Linked DNA regions of Mus musculus: region 2 is linked to region 1. Evidence: chromatin contacts called from public Hi-C data. All regions are on one chromosome and are shown on one strand. Each heading gives the region's core, a stretch centred on a gene start, on an enhancer-like site or on the middle of the called end of the contact. The rest is flanking DNA. Distances are from core to core; before and after follow the strand shown.

Region 1 (3,333 bases), core at 153-2,652:
CCCTGGCAGAGACTTACAAGCTTGTCTACTATAAGAGGCAGCCTTGATGACAAAGCTGTACTTCTCATGCAGATCCATTTGTCTCTATAGCAATAATAGGAGATGACTGGAGGTCATTAACATACAAGATCAAAGGGACACCAGGCCTCCTTATCGGATCACTGGTTGAAAAGGAAAGCTGAGCAGATAATCCTGCTTCTCCTTGGTGTGGCACCTGGAAAGCAGGCCTGACTGCTGGCATTATCAATATTCCATTTCTTTTTCATTAAGCAGTAGCACAGTGAGTATTCAGATCTGATCTATGCTAGAAATGTGCCGACAAGAAAAAGAAAGAAAGAAAGAAAGAAAGAAAGAAAGAAAGAAGGCTGCTACCATGGAAACCTCCCTGATTGGCCTTTGTGTGAGCTCGATGCTTCCTAGATGCTAGCAAGCTTCATACAACACAGGACCAGTCAAAGTTGGCCCTGCAGCTTCTTCCCAAGAGCCCTGATGATTAAGGTTAATGAACACCTTAAACGTGGTGATCTGAAGGAACAATATTTCTGTGTTTGCTCATCATTGGATCAGCCTTAAGATATGCTTTGAGTTCAAAGTGAGAGCCAATTCAAGGCCACATCCCAATATTTGTCTCATGAAAACAAACTACACCATTGCTTTAAGGAATCACACATTGAGAAATAAGCTATTGAAAGTGAACTGAGAAAGAGACTATTGCCTGCTTTCATTCAACAGATCAAGTTCACTTAGTTATCTGTGCATCAGCTACTTCTATACAGTGACACCCTGAAGGGAACTTCCATTCAAAGACTTAGTGCACAGTGTTATAAACCTAATTTTATTTTCTGTGTGTGGCTATTTCATTTACTCAAGTCTAGGTAACAACTCTATGGGTTCAATATGTACTTAAAAACTTTGATTTTCTATAAGTGTGCACAGTAAAAAATCTTAACTGAGTTAACCGGTCTTTGAAGGTGATGGGGGCAGACCAATTACTAGTAAATAGTAGACACCATTTTTATTCTTTCTAATGTCTGTTAGGAGACTATTTCTTCTATTATTTCCCATGTGTGTGTGTGTGAGTTACAATGTGAGTGAATACACTGGATATCTGTCCTCATATCCTACCTTTTGAGACAGGGTGTCTTGTTTGCTGCAGAGTACACCAATCTAGCTGGCCTGTGAGCTGTTGGCAATGCTTCTGTCTCCACCTCCCAGCTCCCCACAAGGCTGCTGAAATTACAGAAGCGTGCATGTCTACATCTGTCCTCCTGTGGCTTCTGGGGATTCAGACTTCTGCTTGCAGGGCAAGGACTCTACCCAGGGACCCATCTCCACAGTCCTCTTGAGGCTATTTCTAGTGATCGGTTAGATGGGAAATCCTGGCTCCTACTGTGCATCTCTCCATCAGTGTGGCTCTGCAAACAGCCTATTTCAGTTGTGTTTAGAAATTATCACTGAGTGTGGAGTACACAGTGTGGACAAAGAAAGAAAATGAGAGAGCTGATAATTTAATCATTTCTAAAGACTCATTCGCGACATTTTCTAGAAAGACAAATATGTTTTGACAAACATCACTTACGCTAGTTCTCACTTATTTTTTTTTTTAAGACACATTCTTCTCTGAGGAAATGCAACCGCCAGCACGTAGAAAAGGCAGCCACCATCTGCTCAGCCCTTTTTCTTTCTCAGCATTCAAGGTTTCAAAGGAGTATTGTTATTGTTGCTCCTTTTTTTTTTTTTTTTTTTTTTCTTGAGACAAGCTCATTCTCTGGCGTTGATGTGATAATCTTCCTGCTTCAGCCTCTAAGTGCTTGGATTAAAGGTGTGTACTGTGATGCCTATCCGGACTGATGTTTTTGACAGTGTACACTATCCCTTTGTTCAAATATTACTTCAACTTAGCAAGCTCCTTCCAGACACTGGGCATTGCCCCAAGCCACATGGCACATGTGGGGAATGCCATAGCTTTTGCCCATGAGATCACAGCCTAGTGGTGGTGTAGTGTGGTGTGTAGGTAGATCAAAGCCGTGTTACTGCACATGTTGTGAGAGTACCTGAAATTGGGAACCACAGGTGAGTCATATGTCAGAGAAATGTTCTTGGAGTACGAAATCTACTATGTGAGATTCCAAAATAGACTTAGAGTGGTGGTAAGGCCTAGAAGGAAATAGTTCAGGCAGAGGGATGGACATAACATGTCTCAAAGGTGAGTTCATGAAATTTCAAGTAGTTGAACAGAGCTGATATGTATAGCTCTGAAGACAAGGCAGAGGGAGCCTCTAAGTTCAGCCAGCGCTTTCTGTGTTATGACATCACTGCTTCTCCACCAGTGTGCTCTCTCTCTCTCTCTCTCTCTCAACTCGTGTGTTTGATATTTTCAAAGCTCCATCATTATTCAAAAAATTTTTCATAAGAAAGTTGGTCATCAATTGAAGAATGCATCAGCAAAATATGGTATTTTTGGCAGTGGTGAGAGTTGAGCATTATGTATACTAACTACTCAAGCATAAGAACTCTATTTCCACCAGAACTCACATTTAAAACAATAAAGTCTGCCCTGGTAACACCAGCTGGGAGGTAGAGACAGGAAGATTCCTGGAGCTTGCTGGCTGCCCAGCCTAGACTACTTGGTCAGCTCCTTGTATGTTGTGATGGCTTGTATATGCTTGGCCCAGGGAGTGGCACTATTAGGACGTGTGGCCTCATTGGAGTAGGTGTGTGCCTGTGGGTGTGGGCTTAATGCCGCCATGTTCCCGACTTGTTGATAATGACTGAAGTTGTAAGCCAGCCCCAGTTAATTGCTGTCCTTTATAAGACGTTTATTATTTGTGGTGTCTGATCACAGCAGCAAAACCCTAAGTAAAACACTTGTGGCCATCCTAGTTTTTGAGGCAGTACAGGATGAAAACCACGTGCTGAAGAGGCGAGGAAGGAAGCTCACAAGTCTGTCCTGGGCCTAGAAAGATGGCTCAGCAGGTGAAGGGCCTGCTTTTCAGGTCTGATGCTCTCAGTCCAGTATCTGGAACACATGGAAAGGTTGACAGAAAGAGCAACCTTCTTAAAGCCATCCTTTCTTTTCCATTTGTATGGCAAGTCCTGGGTGCACTGCTCACCCCTGTATATCATCAAGTGCATCATGAATATAAAAAAGACTTTTAAAAAAGCAAGATAAATGATTCCTGAGGAACAATTGCTTAGGTTCTCTTCTGGTACACACACACACACACACACACACACACACACACACACTTGCACCCAAATGCACACACTCACAGGAATATACATGTACTCACACATACACATATGTACTCGGAATGTGGTAGGTCTGTATAT
Region 2 (3,433 bases), core at 643-3,142, 720 kb after region 1:
GATCATTTAATTGGAGGTGGTAGTGAGTGCTTACCTAGCCTCTACCAAGCCCCTGGTCTCAATTTCCAACATCATCAAAAACATTTTAAATTTATTATATATTTTATTATTTAAAACAAAATTTAAATTTAAATATGTCTTTGGATTATATTCTTCCCCTCGCCCAAGTTTTTCCATATCATCCCCCTCTATCCACCCAACTTTCAATTCTTTCTCAACTAAAATACAATAAACAATCCCCCAACCAAGCAAACAAAATAAAACAGCACCAAAAAAAAAAAAAAGAAAAGAAAAGAAAAACTAAACCAAACCAAAACAAACAGCAACAACAACAAAACCCCCAGCAAACTGCAACCAAATAAAAGCACATTGAAAGACAAACAGACAGACAAACAAACCCAACAAAATAAAAAACTATGGCAGGACCAGGTTGCATTTGGCTTAGTTGTTGGCTGAGGGGGTCCCAGGGAGACTCCCAAACAACTGAGGCTGATGCACAAACAGAGGGCTGCTCTCTGCAAACTGACAGCAGGGCCCCAGTGCTGAGCACAACAGCAGCACTGAACATTCACACAGCTCAGTGAACACGGAGCGGTCGAGCTGGTTCCTCCATGGAACCTTCTCCCTGACTTTCTAGTCTCTTTGTTGTGGGAGGGTACTCTTCAGGTTACTGAAAGAGAAATATGGACACCAACCCAACCGGAAAACCTTTGACCTATAATCTGTCCTGCCTGCAAAATGTGCTGGAGCAAGGGTGGCCCAGAACTCCTGGGAGTGGCCATCTAACGTCTGATTTAGTTTGAGGCCCACTCCACTAGAGGGTCCCCGTGAAGGACACTGGTCAGGAATTGGAGACTGGATAGTCCAGAGACCTAGGGTAGAACCCAACTTGACTTGCCAAAACCAAAACCAAAACCAAACGAAATAAAAATAAACAATAAAACGAAAAGAAACAAAACTCAAGAAATGTTTCCTTTTAAGATTCTGCTGTGCTCATAGGTCTATGCCGTTTCTAGGCATCATGAGAGAGGCATCCACTGGCAGCGGGTGGGAGTGGATGCAGACACAGTATGTGGAGAGAGAATCTAAATTGGGGGTCTCCATCATGTCCCACCCCTCAGAGCTCAGGGAAGCCAGTGGAAGAAGTAGAGGCAAGATTGTAAGAGTCAGAGGGTCTGAATTCAGGACACCAGGAGAATGTGGTCCACAGAATCAGCTAAGCAGGGCTCAGAGAGACTGAAGTGGCAAGCTTGGGGCCTGTGTGGCTCTGCACCAGATCCTCTGTGTATGCGATGGAGCTGTTAGCTTGTTTTTATGAGACCCCTAACTGTGGGAGCAGGTGTATCTCTTGACGTTTTTGCTTACTTTTGGGACCTTCCTATTGGGTTGCTTTGTTCAGCCTCACTGTGAGGCCTTTTGCCTTGTCTGAGGTAGTTTGTTTTGTTATATTTGGTCATTGTCTCTTAGAGGCCTGGTCTTTTCTGAAGGGATCAAGAAAGGGAGTAGGTCCTTGATGGGTGAAGGGAGGGGAAACTGTTTTGTTGGGATCTATTGTATGAGATAAGAATCTATTTCAATTTAAAAAAAGAAAAGGAAAAAGAAAGGAGTTTTAGCCGTATTTTGTTTCTCTTCCTTTCAGTACAACATTTTCTCTCAGAAATGTGATTTTAAGCAAGTAGGGAAGGGCAAAATGAAATTTAAAGAGAAGGTTGGACATTTCTCTTTTCTTCATTTACCATGCGCGTTCACCAAAAGCACGGAGCAAACATTTCGGCTGTTTGATCAAAGATTTCAAGGCTGACCCCACGCAAGAGCTGAGCAGTGCAGTATCTAGCATCACCAACCTTGCAGGATTGATGCAGAACGCTGTGGTCTAGGGCTGTTAGTCTATTGTTAATAGGACAGTGCCATCTGCTGGTGATGTAAATATTTACAGTCGCCTGCCTGAAATTGATATCCTTGAGGTGATGAATCCTGTTTGTTATAGTATTACTTTAACAGTACTTAGAGAATCAAAGTGAGGGATAGTATCATTTCATTGTCTTATAAAAGAAATCCTCTTACTATTCCGTGAGAAATGACAAGGTCCGTGCCCTCACCAGAGACAGCCCAACCATCCAGAGAGTGCCTGGTCTTTAGATGGTTTGCCTTCAGGCTGAAGGAGCTGAAGGAGGGAGCAGGGCGTCACCCAGTGGACTCATATAGCCATGGCAGGAATGGAAGGATGCAGTCCGTGTTTCACAGTGAGCTCCCCAAACCTTTGAAGAAACAAACCCAGGTGTCTCTAGCTATCTAGACTGCTGTCCTTTTAAAGCAATATCTTCTCTACCAGACGTTTCCCATTGATTAAGGATTGGAAGACAGGTTGCTGACAAGCGAGGCTTCTCCGGATTTTATCCGCTGTCGTTTCTGGGGCAAAGTACCACTGAAGAAGGGACTTTGCCACTGTGGTTAAACCAAACCGTTGGAGATGAAGGCTATCCTAGACCAGTGGTTCTCAACCTTCCTAAGGCTGTGACACTTTAACACACGTCCTCATGTTGTGGTGACCCTCCCAACCATAGAACTATTTGTGTTGCTACTTCATAATTGTAATTTTATGACTCTTGTGAATCATAATGCAAATATCTGTTTTCTAATGGTCTTAAGCGACCCTTATGAAATGGTCATTCGACCTTCAAAGGGGTTCACTGCCTATAGGTTGAGAACTACTTAACTATAACACTAGCATAAGCACTTGGCGTGAAGTGCAGGGCTTTTGGTTTTTTTGCAGCACTCAAATGGAAGATAGGGTTTTGATCATCCTTACCAAGGGCTGTATTCCAAGTTACAGAAGTTGTTTTGTGCTGGACATATTATTACTGTTTTTATTATCCTAAGACAAGACTATCAAATCATATGCTATTTATAGAATGGTAGAGTAGAGAGTGTACATGGGTAAATGAGGTTTTTTCAATAATTTTAGACACTAAGGACATGACAATGTGATGAAAGCAAAGGTCACACGGGGTGTGAGGGAATGCCAGGAAATGAGGCAGACATATAGGCAGGGAGGGGGACACAGTGACAGCCAGTGTGACTTAAGCAGGTGTTAAGAAAGGAAGAGAGAAAGGTCATGCTAGTGTCAGAAACTGTAGACTACAAAAAGGACAAAGTGAAAATCTTAGGAGAAGTCCTATGTGCAAAGCTGAGCCCAATAAGGCAACCTTGCATCTGGAACATGCCGTGGAAGCCTGGGTGACATATTGCCGAGCCTCTTGTCTTGAACTTTCTATAGCAAAAGGGAATAACGACAAGTCTCATGAAAAGTTTCCCTGTTTAAGTTCTCCTCTTCATCTGCAAATGTCTGTCATTTGTTTAAAAAGTCACCTCAAGTGGGCGACACACAGTTGAAATCCCTCCCTGGAGGGTTTTACGTCGTTTGGTTTTCTGT

The links. A called contact is a pair of places that touch in the nucleus more often than the background predicts.
Region 2: a contact with region 1 is called in a Hi-C map of cortical neurons, with 2.3 times the contacts expected there. The contact joins two enhancer-like sites. A contact is called at or near these places in 1 of 15 datasets of contacts at CTCF or cohesin (the NIH/3T3 cell line) and 6 of 484 Hi-C or Micro-C datasets (adipose-derived mesenchymal stem cells, bone marrow-derived macrophages, cerebral cortex and 3 more).

What each region holds. Positions count from the first base shown.
Region 1 is chr10:13,673,274-13,676,606 of GRCm38.p6, forward strand. All of the region lies in intron 4 of Aig1 (androgen-induced 1), which reads right to left. Among named protein-coding and RNA genes, the nearest start is that of Pex3, 120 kb to the left of the region's middle. Within about 2 kb of position 1,403, at least 7 of the 459 cell types and tissues checked have an H3K27ac peak or open chromatin away from gene starts, as enhancers often do. A contact at or near this core is called in cortical neurons, where this site is marked.
Region 2 is chr10:14,389,284-14,392,716 of GRCm38.p6, forward strand. No RefSeq gene overlaps it. Among named protein-coding and RNA genes, the nearest start is that of Gm40603, 69 kb to the left of the region's middle. Within about 2 kb of position 1,893, at least 17 of the 459 cell types and tissues checked have an H3K27ac peak or open chromatin away from gene starts, as enhancers often do. A contact at or near this core is called in cortical neurons, where this site is marked.